Regions from separate parts of the Ovis aries genome. Here region 1 is linked to region 2. A link is a contact called in public Hi-C data. All regions are on one chromosome and are shown on one strand. The core of a region is the stretch at or near the end of the contact, and the rest is flanking DNA. Distances in the headings are between cores, read along the strand shown.

Evidence for each region. Hi-C and Micro-C count contacts between places; a contact is called where the count stands out from the background.
Region 1: a contact with region 2 is called in a Hi-C map of liver, with 2.9 times the contacts expected there. The contact joins two enhancer-like sites. A contact is called at or near these places in 3 of 16 Hi-C or Micro-C datasets (blood, liver and tail adipose tissue).

The regions. Positions count from the first base shown.
Region 1 is chr2:105,647,208-105,650,532 of ARS-UI_Ramb_v3.0, reverse strand. No RefSeq gene overlaps it. Among named protein-coding and RNA genes, the nearest start is that of DEFB136, 27 kb to the left of the region's middle. Within about 2 kb of position 1,317, at least 1 of the 54 cell types and tissues checked has an H3K27ac peak or open chromatin away from gene starts, as enhancers often do. A contact at or near this core is called in liver, where this site is marked.
Region 2 is chr2:105,234,168-105,237,571 of ARS-UI_Ramb_v3.0, reverse strand. No RefSeq gene overlaps it. Among named protein-coding and RNA genes, the nearest start is that of FAM167A, 42 kb to the left of the region's middle. Within about 2 kb of position 1,376, at least 4 of the 54 cell types and tissues checked have an H3K27ac peak or open chromatin away from gene starts, as enhancers often do. A contact at or near this core is called in liver, where this site is marked.

The DNA.
Region 1 (3,325 bases), core at 68-2,567, 410 kb before region 2:
AGGAAAATACTGTAAGGGTAGAAACCTTGTTTTTTACTCATCTGCTTGTTCCAGAATTTGACGCCACCCAGCACACAGTGGGCTGCTCAGTAGACAGGGACTCGGTTTGATTGGACTGGGGAGGGCTGGAAGAACACAGCCCACCCTCCACCTCCCCAGCTTGCTGAGAACTTGGGCAGATTAATTTCCTCTCTCTGGTTCACAGAGAGTCACTTTACACAGTCTTAAACCTTTGGTAAAAAGAAACACTTGGTGCATTTACATCTAACGTGATCACCAACATATCCAAGTTTACATCTACCTCCTCTTCTGTGATTCCCTTTTGTCTTGGTTCCTCTCTGTCTGTTTTTCTCTCTCTTCTTGGCATCGCTTGATCTTGACTAATTGTATCATTCCTTTTTTTTTAATCCCTCTACCACCTTGGAAGTTATAAGCCCTGTTTTTATCATGATTACCTTGGCGATCACAGCATGCAGGATTAAATTCTTACCAGAGTCTGCAGTTGAACAATTTGTTCATCCCACTCTCAGAGAGTGTAACAGCCTATAGCACTTCAGTTCCGCTCATCCCTCCAGCTGCTTCGCTGCTGCTGTGCGTCTCAAAGACCAATAACTACGGCTGTTGTTTTATAGAGTATATTCACTCACTCTTACATACTCGCTCACTCACTTGGATCTCTGTTCTTTTTTTTTTTTTAATTGTTTATTTGGCTGCATTGGATCTTTAGTTGCAGCCTGAGAACTCAGTTGCGACATACGGGCTCTAGTTCCCTGGAGAGGGATCGAACCTGGATCCCCTGCATTGGGAGTGCAGAGTCAGCACCACTGAGCCACCAGGAAGTCCCTCTATTTATTCTTGTGTCTCAGTCATGCCCCAGCTAACACCTGGCACAGCCAAATTAATAAGTACATTAAAAGAAAGGAAATTGGGACGGGGCTTGCATTTGACTAGCACTTCCCATGTCGTCCCAGGAGGTCGTGCCTGCTGCCTGGGTCAGCAGGGAGGAGCTGGGGAACAGTGGGAAAGAACTCACCTGCCAATGCAGGAGACGGAAGGGACACAGGTTCGATTCCTGGGTGGGGAGATCCCCTGGAGGAGGGCATGGCAACCCACTCCAGTATTCTTGTCTGGAAAATCCCAGGACAGAGGAGCCTGGAGGGCTACAGTCCATGGGGTCGCAAGAGTCGGATATGATTGAGCAACTAACCAACAATAATAACTTATCTGTGTAAATACCCGCAACTGAGACCAGGTCAAGCGACCCCTGAGTCTTTCCTTCCTCAGCCCCAGCCTTCCCCGGCCCCGGCCACCCCTCTCTCAGCCCTGTGTCTGCAGCCACATCCGACCCCCGGGTGTCCCCAAGGATAGGCAGATGTGTGGGGAGACCTTTGGGAGATCAAGGGCATGGGTGGGAGAGGAAAACAGGAAGGTGGGCTGATAAGGAGAGAGTCTTGAGGGAACTGGGGGAAAACAACAACAAAAAAAAAAACCAGCAGGTTTGGAGAAATCCTGGCCTGAAGAGTAGCTGTTGCTGGTCGTCGGCAGGGACAGCAGAGCTGGCCCAGGAACTCTGGGGCGGGCAGGAAGGCAGACCTGGCTCTCGCTTACTCAGTGTGACTTCTAAGGGGCATCCCTGGTGGCCCAGACTCTGTGCTCCCACTGCAGAGGGTGTGGCTGCGACCCCTGGCCAGGGAACGAAGATCCCACATGCCATGCACCATGGCAAAAAAAAAAAAAAGACATTTATGCCTGTTACATTTTGCACAGACACAAACGTGGCAGGTCCCCGGGGACTGAAGTGACTTTTTCCGAACATGCCAGGCACACGCCTACCGCAGGGCCTCTGTGCTTGCTTTTTCCTCTGTCTGGAATGCTCTCCACCTTTCATCATCCCTTCCCTTATCTTCCTCGGGTCTTCAGTAAAATGTCACCTTCTCTGTGATGCCGTCCAATCTACAATTGCAGTGGTGCACTGCCCCCCGCCCCACACACACACACACACACACACGCCTAAAGATCCTATCATGTCACCCCCTGGGCCCCTGACATCTGTAGAGCCTGAAAGTGAAAGTATTAATTATTTAGTCATGTCTGACTCTTTGTGACCCTGTGGACTGTAGTCCACCAGGCTCCTCTGTCGAGGGGATTCTCCAGGCAAGAATATGGGAGTGATAATAAACAAATGGGACCTAATTAAAATTAAAAGCTTTTGCACAACAAAGGAAACTATAAGCAAGGTGAAAAGACAACCTTCAGAATGGGAGAAAATAATAGCAAACGAAGCAACTGACAAAGAATTAATCTCAAAAATATATAAGCAACTCCTGCAGCTCAATTCCAGAAAAATAAAAGACCCAATCAAAAAATGGGCCAAAGAACTAAATAGACATTTCTCCAAAGAAGACATACGGCTGGCTAACAAACACATGAAAAGCTGCTCAACATCACTCATTATTAGAGAAACGCAAATCAAAACCACAATGAGGTACCATTTCACACCAGTCAGAATGGCTGCGATCCAAAAGTCTACAAGCAATAATTGCTGGAGATGGTGTGGAGAAAAGGGAACCCTCTTACACTGTGGGTGGGAAAGCAAACTAGTACAGCCACTATGGAGAACAGTGCGGAGATTCCTTAAAAAACTGGAAATAGAACTGCCTTATGACCCAGCAATCCCACTGCTGGGCATACACACCAAGGAAACCAGAAGTGAAAGAGACACATGTACCTCAATGTTCATCGCAGCACTGTTTATAATAGCCAGGACATGGAAGCAACCTAGATGTCCATCAGCAGATGAATGGATAAGAAAGCTGTGGTACATACACACAATGGGATATTACTCAGCCATTAAAAAGAATACATTTGAATCAGTCCTAATGAGGTGAATGAAACTGGAGCCGATTATACAGAGTGAAGTAAGCCAGAAAGAAAAACACCAATACAGTATACTAATGCATATATATGGAATTTGGAAAATGGTAACAATAACCCTGTATGAGAGACAGCAAAGAGACACAGATGTATAGAACAGTCTTTTGGACTCTGTGGGAGAGGGCAAGGGTGGGATGATTTGGGAGAATGGCATTGAAACATGTATAATATCATATGTGAAACGAATCGTCAGTCCAGGTTCAATGCATGATACAGGATGCTCAGGGCTGATGCACTGGGATGACCCAGAGGGATGGGATGGGGAGGGAGGTGGGAGGGAGGTTCAGGATTGGGACCACATGTACACCCGTGGCGGATTCATGTCAATGTATGGCAAAACCAATAGAATATTGTAAAGTAGTTAGCCTCCAATAAATAAATAAACACATTA
Region 2 (3,404 bases), core at 127-2,626:
ATATCAATCAGCCATGTGGATGGACCTTCCAAGATGGTTTTTACTTTTGTCATCAAATGTGCATTTATATATAATTTATTTAAAAGTGAATAATTTTCTTTTACAATTGATGTTTCATTACTTTAAATATTCTTTATTTTTTCTTTATACGTATTTATATATGACCTATATCTTCATTGGACTTCCCTAGTAGCTCAGCTGGTAAAGAACCCTCCTACAAGGTAGAAGACCCAGTTTCAACTCCTGGGTCAGGAAGATCTGCTGGAGAAGAGATAGGCTACCCATGCCAATATTCTTGGGCTTTCCTGGTGGCTCAGCTGGTAAAGAATCCACCTGCAATGAGGGAGATCTGGGTTTGATCCCTGGGTTGGGAAGATCCCCTGGAGAAGGGAACAGCTACCCACTCCAGGATTCTGGCCTGGAGAATTCAGTCATGGGGTTGCAAGGAGTCAGACTGAGTGACTCTCACTTTTATATTTTTCATTATCTCATCTTTTCTCATTATCTTCTGCTTCTCTTTCTTACTTTCTATATTTAGGTTTATAAGTGTGACAGCTCTATCATTCATCAAAATAATTTTTCAGCTTTAAGAACTGAAATATTTCTTTCTTATAAAACAAGACGAAGTTTTGAGGTATGTTAGAATATTATTTACTTGAATCAAGTCTTTAACTTGTCTGCTAGAATATTATTTATTGATACTTAAGCCAAGTTTCTAATTAAAATTTTTTCCCAAATATTTAACTACTCCCATTTCAGTTTCCTGCTCTATAGGAATTATCTAAGTTTCACGTTTAAATATAAAGTCCTCAGCTGTTTAAGCCCCACACTCCTTTCCCTCTGTAGGTAATCTGATTACCACTCAATACTCAGAATCACAGAGCCAGACCATCTGTACCCTTGACTCTCGCAATGGGCACTATGGGAAAGGACCAGCCCTAGATACCCGGCACCTGGATGTGCCTCTTCTGGGCCCGGATGCCCTCAGACCTGTTCCTCATGCTTTCCCTGCTCTGCTGTGTATCGAAGGGGCAGCCTGCAGCCTGCAAACCCCCTTCTCGGCTATCAGCTGTGTTCAGCCCGATGGGAGGTGCTGGTGGGGATGGAAATTCAGGAGAAGAAGAGAAACCAGGGTGTTTCATCCCTCCCTCTGGCAGCATGTCCAACAGCATCTCCATCTCGTCTGGAGTTCCAGCACTGCCGCGCAAGCCCCTGGCTCTGGTCCCTACCATCGCCTCCTCCTCTCTCTCAGCCCAGGGATGGAGGGCCTGCTCCTGGACTTACACGGTCCCTGGTGATTCAGAACCTCTCCATCCCCTGGGGAACCGAGTTCCTGCATGAACTCTCCTTTGCTATCCCAGTTAACCTTTGGCTGATGTGTTGCAATTTCAAAGCCCAGTGACAACATCCTGTGGGGAGGTGCTGTCCCCTCTCCCGCTGGCCACAGGCTTTCCCTTCAGTACCTCCCGTGGCTTGGATCTGCCCGTTGCCAGCTCTTCTCAGCTCTGATTTCAGCAACATCTTTTTGTTTGTGGCTTGAACTTTCATATGGAGGAAGAAACTACGTCATGGAAAACTGCTCACACTGCCCATCCCTGCTCTGCCGAGAGCCAGCTGTTAAACACAGGCCAACACGCCCCTGGTGGAGATCAGGATTGAGCCAGTGCAGTGAACGCTTGTCTACTGACTGCTGACAGGGCAGAGGGCTTCTCTGTGGAGGTGGGTGTCCAGCCTTAGAGGAGAGCTGGCCCCACGTGAAGATGACTAGAGAGCCTGGCTAGCTTCTGTGTCCAGAGCAGGGCTGTGTTAGGGTGAGGGGAGGGAGGAACTCAGCTCAGGCACAAAATGTTAGGGGCATCAGGAACCTCAGTAATCAAGACAACTGGTATTTTTAACGCAATATTTTTAAAGGTCAAAATCAATGCCCCCAAGCTCTATATGAAGAAAATAACAACATTTTCAGGGAAGACAGGATTGAACACACAGTGATTGAGATCACACTGAGGTGAAGGTTAAGTCATGAGATATCCATCTTGGTCAGGTTTTGATCATTTTTTCACATGGACTCTTTTGTATTAATTTTGATTTTTTTTTTTAAATTCATGACTTACCACTTGGCAATGATTTCTTGGCTACAACACCAAAAGCACAGATGACCAAACAAAAAAAGATAAAGTTTATCAGAAGTAAAGGACATGATCAACAGATGAAAGAAACTAGGAGAATGGGAGAAACTATTTGCAACTTACATATCTGATAAGAGATTAATATCCAGAATATTTAAAGAGCTCCTAAAACTCAGTAACAAAACCCGAAACAACCATATGCGCATAGGGCTTAAACTTCTCTGCAAGAAGATACACAAGTGGTCAATAAGCACATGGAAAGATGCTCAACATCACTAAATATTAGAAAAATGTAAATCAAAACTGCATTGAACCACAAACTCATACCTGTGATGCTGCTGCTGCTGCTGCTGCTGCTGCTGCTGCTGCTAAGTCGCTTCAGTCATGTCCGACTCTGTGCAACCACAGAGATGGCAGCCCACCAGGCTCTGCTGTCCCTGGGATTCTCTAGGCAAGAACACTGGAGTGGGTTGCCATTTCCTTCTCCAACGCATGAAAGTGAAAAGTGAGAGTGAAGTCGCTCAGTCATGTCCCACTCTTAGTGACTGCATGGACTGCAGCCCACCAGACTCCTCCGTCCATGGGATTTTCCAGGCGAGAGTACTGGAGTGGGGTGCCATTGCGTTCTCTGCATGCATTACTAGTGGGGATATAACATAGTATGTTACCTTCTATGTAACAGCAGTTACAACTGCTGTGAAAGACAGTATGGAGGTTCCTCAAAAATTTGAAAATAGAACTGCCAGATGGCCCAGCAATTGCACTTCTGGGTGTTTAACTAAAAGAATTTAAAACAGGGACTCAAACAGATGTTTGTATGCTCAGCATTATTTATAAGAGCTACCACGTGAAGTAAGCCAGGTGTCCACTGATGCAGGAACAGATAATCAAAATGTGGTCTCTCACACAACGGAATACTATCCAGCCTTTTAAAAGGATGGAGATTCTAGCACAGGCTGCAGTGTGGATGAACCCTGAAGACACTATACTAAGCAGAATAAGCCAGTCACAAAGGGGCGAATACTGTGTGATTCCACTTCCGTGAGGTACCTGGAGGAGTTGAATGCATACACACAGACAGAAAGCAGAACGGAGGTCGCAAGGGGTGGGAGGAGCGGGGAACGGGGTTATAGTTTAGTTCCAGTTTTGCAAGATGAAAAGAGCTGGGCAGTGAATGATGCTGACAGCTGCACAACACTGTGAGTGTACCTAACGCCAGTGAACTGTACACACAAAAATGGCCAGGATGGCAAATTTCATGTTATGCGCATTTTGCCA